Linked DNA regions of Mus musculus: all the other regions are linked to region 3. The links are chromatin contacts, called in public HiChIP or PLAC-seq maps. All regions are on one chromosome and are shown on one strand. The core of a region is the stretch at or near the end of the contact, and the rest is flanking DNA. Distances in the headings are between cores, read along the strand shown. Region 1 has its middle 18 kb from the start of Gm36434. Region 2 has its middle 6.9 kb from the start of Gm36274. Region 3 has its middle 71 kb from the start of Gm30032.

Region 1 (2,700 bases), core at 24-2,523, 370 kb before region 3:
CAGTTCACAGATGTGTAAAAGCCCCATGCACCAATGGGCCTTGAGTTTGGAGCACACCAGGCTAGGGGCTGACTATCTGAGCCTGCCCCATGCATGTGTATATCTGTCTACTCATCTATCTATCTACCTACCCACCATCCATCCCTCCATCCCTCCATCCAGCCTCTTACCTATCTGTCCACCCATCCATCCATCTATCCATGCATCCATGCATCCATCCATGCATCTACCCATCCCCCCACCCACCCATCTATTCACCTACCCACCTACCTGTCCATCCATCCATCCACCCACCCATCCATTCACCTACTCACCCACTTATCCATCCATCCATCCATCCATCCATCCATCCATCCATCCATCCACCCAACTGTCCATCTCTTCACCAGAATTTTTTCTTTTCTGTTTTCTTTCGAGACAGGGTTTCTCTGTGTAGCCCTTGCTGTCTTGGAACTCGGTCTGTACCAGGGTGGTCTCAATCTCAGATCCCAGTGCCTCTGCCTCCAAAGTGCTGGGATTAAAGGCGTGCGCCTGACTTTGAGAAATGTTAATTGAGAAAATGTGTACACCTGATGTTACAGTTAAAGTAGACAGTAATGAAGAAAACCTGTCCCCCATACTCCCCAGGCTCTGATACTCTAGAGGAAGAGACACCGAATCCTTAAGGTTTGCAGCTGCTTCAAGGGCTAAGTGTGTTCCTAAGTATGATGAGGCCAGAGGAGGTCTCCTGAGGGATTGGTATGAGACCTGGGCTGAGAAGGACGGATTAAATACTAGCATTGAAGAGAGGGGAAGCGTATTTCACTGGGGCTGCACGTGCAAAGGGTTTGTGGCAGGCAGAAACCTTCTGGCCACACATTCCTGCTGTCTGGAGGGCAGAAAAGATCTAGGGGCCTGGCAGGTATTAGTCCCATGGCCACAGGAGAATCTTGACCTTTACTGTAGCACACTGGAAGCCATGGAAAGATAGAACATGAATTTTTTGAAAGTTCATTTTGTAGCCCTAAGCCTGATACGGGCGGTGTTGGCCTCAGGATCAGGGACAGGCACAGGTCTGACCCTGGCCAACCTGTCCTGGAGCCCCAGGACACTGTCTACACTGAGAAGACTATGACAGCCTGAACCCTCCAGAGGCAGGAACCCAGAACCCCTCACCCCAGCCAGTGGGTTCATTTACATGATCCTAGCTTAATTCATCCAGGGTATGTAAATGTATGCAAACCAGCATCCAGGAGAGGCAAAAATAGCAGGATGCATTAGCATGCCTCGCAGGAACATCGTTTTATGCAAATGGTTGCTGGGCCTACTGAGTGGGCAGAAAGGGGCATCTTCTCATCTCCAAGAGGGCCAGCTTCCTGACCCGCCCTGGACCCTGGCCAACTCTGCCATCAAGGGCGGGGGCAAGCGGGGAGGTCACAGGTACGGGGACAGACAGAATGGGAGGACCTTGGAGGGCTGCTATCCTGGAGTCTGGTGAGGTCCCTAGGATGGTGGGACCTCAGTCAGCTGCTGTCCTGGCTAGTCTTTGCCTCCACCCTGCGTCCCTCCTCCCTCTCTGCTCTGGCTAGTCCTCCTCACAAGCCTCCCTCTGATTGCTTTCCTGTACTGGCTTCTCTGAGATCAGACACAGACCTCCCACCCCTGGCAGCCTGCATTGTACATCCTGGGCACTGGTTCTGCTTTTCCAGGCCTCACCTCTGTCCTTCTCACACCTCTTGCCTCTGTGCCCCCATCCCCATCCCCCGAGTCCCACGCCAGTGTCTGTCTGGCTCTGACATTCCCTGTCACTTCTCCTCAGCTGTCTCCCCGTTTATGTTTCTTTCTCTGCCTCTGTCTCTCTCCTTGTCTTGCTTTGTCTCTGGCTGTTCCTGTCTCTTATTCTTCCCCTGTCTGCTTTTTCTCTTCTCTCCATATCTATTTCTGTCTCTCTGTCTGTGAGGCTCTCTGTCTGTCTGCTTCTGTCTGCAGGTCTCTCCTCCCTAGATTTTTTTCGTCTCCTTTTCTGTGCTTGTCTCTGCTCTTTCTATATCCACCCCCCATCTCAGGAGACCCCCTCCACTCCATCTCAGGAGACCCCCCTCCACCCCATCTCAAGAGACCCCCCTCCACCCCCTCTCAGGAGACACTGAGGGACTGCCCCCCCAGAAGTACTCCTTCCTGCTCCTGGGATCACCAGAAGATGTGTGGCCATTTGGGGGAGACATGGGGTCTCCCTACAACCCACATTCTGGTGACACCCAGATTCTGGCTGCCATCCACATCAGGAGGGCTGGGGGCCTGAGAACCCTTTTGAAGCTAGGGCCCTTGCTAGCTGAGATTGCCTGGGTTGGGTGAAAGCCAGGGATATGGCTTGGTAGTGACTGAGATTGGGTGATAGCTACTAAGTAAGGGCTGCCTCTTTGCCTCAGTTTCCTTTGCTGAGATGTGGTCCTACTGTGGTCCAAGTCAGGGCTTGCTGCGACTCAGCAACATTGCTCTCAAGTGTATGTCACCCATCTTGCCTTGACTTCCACTTGTGCCTATTGGCCTCAGTCAACCATCTTGCCTTGATTTCCACCTGTACCCATTAGTCTCAGTTTCCCCACCTGGAGACCAGTCCTGCCATTAGGTCATAGGGTGGTGGTTCCATAAACTGTCCTTTTCCTTCCTTCTCCAACTTTGCTGGTGGGTTCCTGGCATCTCTGTGCCTCAGTTTCCTTT
Region 2 (2,915 bases), core at 366-2,865, 500 kb before region 3:
CCACACAACCTCCGTGCCCAGAATAGCTGCTGGGCCCGGGCTGCTAGCTTGTGGTCTGAGCTTTCTTTGGCTCTGTAGGCTCCTGAGCTTGGAGAATGAAGGGGGCTTTGCACAGGAGAGGAAGTGGCCTGTTCTGTATGACCCTTCCTCCATCTGCAGACTGGGGTATGAGCAGGTTGCTTCCTCTTGGGGAGTTTCCAAGTTTCTAAGTACTCCTTTTTCTTGTTGCAGGAGGAGCACCCTTCTTAGGGTGCTTGGAGAATCTCCAAGGTAGGCTGTGTGTGTGGGGATCCGCAGGCTGATGCAAGGTGAGTGTGGGCACATACCAGCTGAGTCTTCAGCTCTAACAAACCTTTGGAACTTAAGTGCTCCCCAGCCCCCCCACACAGAACCTGTAAAAGGCAGAACGATGCTACCCTGGGATGGACACCAGAGGGCATCCAACCTCAGGAAAGCCAGTCTGCCCAGCTGCTGTGTGATCTTTGGCCGAATGCATACCCTCTCTGGGCTTTTTGGGAGATCTGGGCAAGATGCCAGCACGAATTCTTGCTCTGGGTTGATTCTGAGAGTCCATTGTTGTCTGGGTTGGTGAATTTATCTTGTGAAGATCCCGATTAAGAGTCTGTCCGCCTCAGTTCCTGTCTTTCTAGAGTTTTCTCAAGTGTTCACTGAGAGAATTGTTCACGATGCCGCACAGAATGAGCTGAGGTTCTGAGGGGACCCTTTGCTTAAACCGGGCCCTCAGGGCTCTCGGGTATGAACACTGTTTCCTGTCAGCTTGAGGGAAGTCCATGAGAAAAAGATAAAAGATGCTACGCTGGTGCAGGCCCTCAGCACTGCTGCCATCACCAGGGTAGAGCCTAGCTCCCCCTCCCCTCCCCCACCCCACGCCCTCCCTTCCGGTTTCTCTCCCTTCCTCCCTCATAGTCATCCTCTCCCTTGGTCAGTCCTTCATCAAGTTATTTGTTCACTCAACAAACACGGTTGGGAGTTTGCAGTTCCACTTCAAACAGAGAAGTCGGTCAACTAAGACGTGGCATGTCAGCCTAGTTTCAGTAGCTGTGCCACAGCAGCAGGCTCCATAAGCTCCCTTGTCCTCCTTGGACCCCATTTCCTCTAATAGCACAGGGAGATGGGGCTTGTGGGGCACGGGAAGGCTTGCTGCCTTGTAAGATGTTTTGGCTGTTATTTTGGTGGGGAGATCAGGCCTCGTGTGCAGAGATGGGGACTCTCTGGGTAGTCTCTGGAGCGGCCCCCTTGGCCCCTGTGAACGGGGAGCTGCAGGGGTGCAGACTCTGAGAAGCAATCCGTGAAATCTGGGCGCACGCGGAGCCACAGAGCAAGGGCTGGGTGGATGCAGAGGGGCCTTTGATGGGCTTTTGGGCTGCGTAATTAACTGTAACCGAAATATTATTTGATCTTTTATGTGGAAAATCAAATTGTGTTGTGTCAGACGGGCATAAATACACCACGGTTTGCGCTGCTGGGCCCTCCCCGCCGGCGGCCCCCCCGCCCCTCAGCCATGGAAACACAATTCTCGCCTTTTAAACTCGCCTTTGTCTGGCCCTGAAAGGCTACATTGTCCAGAGGAAGAGCGGGCAGGGTTGGGGCCCAGAATGGGGCTGCAGAGGGGTCCAGCCCCAGACAGGGCTGCTGGGGCTCAGCCTCTGTAGCGTCTCTCCCTGGTCTGGGCAACCTTGGGCAAAGAGCCTCATTTTTTCCCCCTGGGTCCTGAGGCCCGAGCCGCCCCCCCAGCCCCCCCAGCCCCCCCCCCCCCCCGTCCTCCTTGCAGAAAGCCATTATGGGGGCAGCCCCAGCTCTGAAAGCAGTTTGACATGCTGGCTGCTACTTTTACACACGTGATGAAGCTCAGCAGGTGACCTGGGTATTGTAGGTCACTCCTCCCTGGAAGCTAGGGAAGGAGAGGAAGGTAGGGGAAAAGGGAGGAGAGGGAGGAGGGGGTACAGCCTAGGATCTGGAACAAGGGTGGGCTCAAGTTACATCAGGGTTACTTAGCAGCTTGATGGCCTCTCTGGGCCTCAGTTTCCCCATATGTAGGGTGAAGGCATCCTCTAACACACAGTAATCTTGCTTCTTCAGCCTTCATAGGGCTGTACCTTGCCTGGGTTTTAGTGAAACATTTGCAGTGCTGGAGATGGATGCAGAGACCTCAGCCTGGTGAAACAGGCACTGTGTCCTGTTCTAGTCCTGTGGGGACCTTGCTGGCTCGGCAGAACTTACTTTTCTAGAGATTTCTGGCCCCTCCTCTGTTTTCTCCTGTGTCCTGTCTCAGCAGCTCTATATTCCCTGTGAGGAGCCCAGTAAGCTCTCAGATGTAGCTTCTCAGAGGCTGGAACAGCACCAGGCACAGAATGCGCAGCCTGGAGTTGGAGCCGCATTTGCACCCAGAGCAGTCTGGCTCCAAGACCCAGGTTCTTCTTCAACCCCAAGACAGAGGTCTCATTCCTCCCCCCACCCCACCCACTACAGGAAAAACTGGGACCAGGCTGGAGGAATCTGAGATGGCCTAGTGAAAACACCGTGAGTTGGAGCCAGGCCAAACCAAACATCCTGGAATTAAAAAAATAAACATGGGAGAAAGAGAGCGAGAGCAAGCGAGAGCGAGTGAGCGAGAGAGAGAAAGAGAGAGAGAGAGAGAGAGAGAGAGAGACTGGGGAGGGAGGGAGAGGGTGATTGTCTGAACCTGTAACTCTGACTTCAGTAGTAGAGGGGCCTTCTCTCTGTTGGGGGTGCTAGGCTTACAGATCTCAAAGAGACCAGAGACCGTACTTCAGGAAAAAATGGAGGCGTGGGGGGGCACCTTAGGAAACTGAGCCTAGCTCACACCCATCTCCAAAAGCTCAGCACTAACTAGTACTAGCTGGATATGGTGGGGTGGGAACTCCATGTACCTA
Region 3 (2,951 bases), core at 255-2,754:
AGGTGTCCTATGACCCGGAAGTGGATGCAGGCATTTTCCACTGACAGCTGTTGGGAAAGAAGCAGCTTAGGCCATAGAATGCTTTTCTTGTCTTATGGCTCAGGATATAGTTGCAAGGTGGTGGCTACAGTTTCAATTCCTCTTTTTTTGTGGAATTTTGCACTTGAGTGTGACAGTGCTTTTTCCTCTGAGTCTCCTGTAGCCAGTCAAAATATGTTTTGCTAACTCATGGTCTTGTGGAGTTTCTCAGGATCAAGGAAGTCATAAACCCAGGCACCGGGCTTTAATGATGAGGAGTCAGTGAAAACGTATTGCTCTCAAACACAACTTTTGAGTATCGCCCTTTCTCTGCCCTCCCAGCTCTGTTTCTCTTGCCCCACCCCTGTGTGTGTTTCTCTTCCTCTCTCCCTCTCTTCCCTTCCCTGTTTCTTGCTCCTTCTCCCCTACCCTCTCTCCTCTTCCTCCCTCTCTCCTCTTCTTTCCTCTCTCCTTTCCCCCTCTACTCCCTCTCTCCTCCCCCCTCTCTCCTCTTCCTGCCAAGGGGACCAAGAGATAAGCAGTGTTCTACAGAGGCACAGTCCCCAAACACCCAGGGAGTGTCTGCACCTGCGGGTTCCAGTCCGGGAGGCACTGGAGTCTGCTGGAGGCAGAAAGCAAGGATGAATATGGATCAGAGCTTTCTGCCATAGCATGGTGGGAGGAGGTCTAGATCTGCAAGTAGATAGCGGGCTGCCTATTTGGTAGCTTCAGTGAACTTTAGGTAGGGGCAGTCCTGGGTTACCCACTGCCCATCTGTGCTAGCTACTTTTATGTCAACTTGAGACAAACCTAGACTAATCTGGAAAATGGGAATCATAACTGAGAACTTTCTCCATAGGACTGGCCTGTGGGCAAGGATATAGGGTATTTTCTTGATCGATGATTGATGTGGGAGGGAGGGAGCAGCCCTCTGTAGATTACGCCATCCCTGGGTAGGGAATCCTGGGTGGTATAAGAAAGCATGAGCAAGCCATGGGGAGCATGCCAATAAGCAGCATTCTTCTATGGTGTCACTTCATCTCCTGCCTCCAGGGTCCAGCCTTGAGTCCCTGCTGACTTACCTCAGTGATGAACCATGATGCAGAAAAGTGTAAGGTAAAATAAGCCCTTCCCCTTCACAAGTTGCTTTTAGCCACCATGTTTCAGCACAGCAACAGAAACCCCAGCTAAGTAAGTAAGGCTCAGGATGACTCAGCGCAGGCTGACTCCCGGTTGAGGACAAGGCCCCCCAGGTGGTAGAATCCTGGTAAAGTGAGCAGGTGGGTGGGGTCGTGCTGGGATCCAGCTGGTTTGCCCCTGTCTGTAGAAACCAGCTGATCTGGAAAGAGCAGTCTATCCCCAGGCCCAACAGTCCCCAAGATGCCAAAACACAGAAAATAAAATTACGGTTTAAAAACCCTAGTGAATACTTCCCAGTTCCCTGTCTCCGTTCCTCTTTCCTCCGCCCATTCTGATTCTCTCCTGCCTCTCAGAGACTTGCAAAGAGATCTTAATCACGTGCACTCAAGCGGTTATAAAAGAGCTGAGAAAGATGCCCGGGAAGGGTGGAAGAACATCAAGAGCCACCAGGGAAGGAGAACCCCACTGATGGGCGACTAGATGCAGTTTCTGTCCACCAACGAGAAGCCCCATCCCTGCAGATCTGTGTACAGCATCCCTCCCCTGCTCTGGTACTGGTATCTGCCCGATCCCCAGACCTTCCACCGTCCCATGGGTTGGCTGTTTTACCCAGACCTAGAATTACCCAAATCCCCTTAAATACATGGTTGCAAATGAGGACGGTGGGGTGTGGGGGGGAGGGCAATAATTGTGACAGTAACTCACAGGGCCAGGCCTGACACGTCTCTAATTGCCTGCTAAAATTGTCGCTGTCTCCTAAAGTGCAAATTATCACCCGAAATGACAAGAGTAATGAATGAGGGGACTCTGATGTAATGCAACAATTAGCCCTCAAAGACACTGTCTAATGCGGAGAGGCAGGGCTCCCACTCCTCGTTATTAAGTGCCTGATAATTATTTAATTATCTATCTGCCAGCATGATTACTTGGTTTATTTAGCTGCAGATGTGGGCAGGAGCGTTAGGGTTTAAGGTCAGAGGAAGCCACCCCAACGCCGGCCACCACCTAGGCAGCTTGGGTGTTAGGGGCTACTCCTTGTCTGACACCCCTAAATGGCTCTGGCAGCCTGAACGCAGGGTCAGAAAATTGTTCCTTCTTCATACCCGGCTCTGACTCAGAGGCTGGGGCCCTGGAAGACCAGCGCTGAGGAGCTCGGTGTTCCTCATTGTAGGCAGGAGGACATGACTATCCCCACCAACCTGACTGGTGCTTCCCCCAAGCTGGGCACAGGGCCAAGTCTCACAGCAGAGTAAGCTCATGTCATCATCTTCATGTAAGGAGACAGTGAAAGCTGGAGAGGAGAGCAGGAGAGAGAGAGAGAGAGAGAGAGAGAGAGAGAGAGAGAGAGAGAGAGAGAGAGAGAGAGAGAGACTCTCGACCAAAGTCCCAGGGTAAGTGGAAGGTTGAGTGATCTAGGGTCCTCTCACTATCCCAGAACCACTTGGCCAACAAGAGGGCATCGACACATGGGTGGGTCCAGGCTTATGCTTGGCAGAGCATGGGTGAGGACTGGAGAGGGTCAGTACCCCCTCTTTCATATCACAAAATTAATGATGGGCAAAGAAGGAAGGGACCTGACCCATCTGCCCATTGGAGGGTGCTCCAGGAGGAGACACTGTGGGCTGTTCGAGGGGCTGGACACCAGCAAAGGTGCCTAGGAATTATAAAGGTTCAGCCCTCCGGTCATCTGTTTCCTCATCTGTGAAGACAGACATCTTGTCAGGGATGGGGGATGCTGGAGACTGGAGCAACAGGAAGACTAAGTCCTTGGGGTAACCACAGCTCACAACGGT

The links. HiChIP or PLAC-seq counts read pairs in DNA pulled down with a chosen protein or histone mark.
Region 1: a contact with region 3 is called in an H3K4me3 HiChIP or PLAC-seq map of embryonic basal ganglia, with 2.8 times the contacts expected there. The contact joins two enhancer-like sites. A contact is called at or near these places in 3 of 115 datasets of contacts at active chromatin or transcription factors (astrocytes, embryonic basal ganglia and embryonic stem cells) and 3 of 9 other capture datasets (embryonic stem cells, embryonic tail and embryonic trunk).
Region 2: a contact with region 3 is called in an H3K4me3 HiChIP or PLAC-seq map of embryonic basal ganglia, with 4 times the contacts expected there. The contact joins two enhancer-like sites. A contact is called at or near these places in 1 of 115 datasets of contacts at active chromatin or transcription factors (embryonic basal ganglia) and 3 of 9 other capture datasets (embryonic stem cells, embryonic tail and embryonic trunk).

The regions. Positions count from the first base shown.
Region 1 is chr5:111,680,293-111,682,992 of GRCm38.p6, forward strand. No RefSeq gene overlaps it. Among named protein-coding and RNA genes, the nearest start is that of Gm36434, 18 kb to the left of the region's middle. Within about 2 kb of position 1,274, at least 36 of the 459 cell types and tissues checked have an H3K27ac peak or open chromatin away from gene starts, as enhancers often do. A contact at or near this core is called in embryonic basal ganglia, where this site is marked.
Region 2 is chr5:111,553,621-111,556,535 of GRCm38.p6, forward strand. No RefSeq gene overlaps it. Among named protein-coding and RNA genes, the nearest start is that of Gm36274, 6.9 kb to the right of the region's middle. Within about 2 kb of position 1,616, at least 79 of the 459 cell types and tissues checked have an H3K27ac peak or open chromatin away from gene starts, as enhancers often do. A contact at or near this core is called in embryonic basal ganglia, where this site is marked.
Region 3 is chr5:112,048,752-112,051,702 of GRCm38.p6, forward strand. No RefSeq gene overlaps it. Among named protein-coding and RNA genes, the nearest start is that of Gm30032, 71 kb to the right of the region's middle. Within about 2 kb of position 1,505, at least 20 of the 459 cell types and tissues checked have an H3K27ac peak or open chromatin away from gene starts, as enhancers often do. A contact at or near this core is called in embryonic basal ganglia, where this site is marked.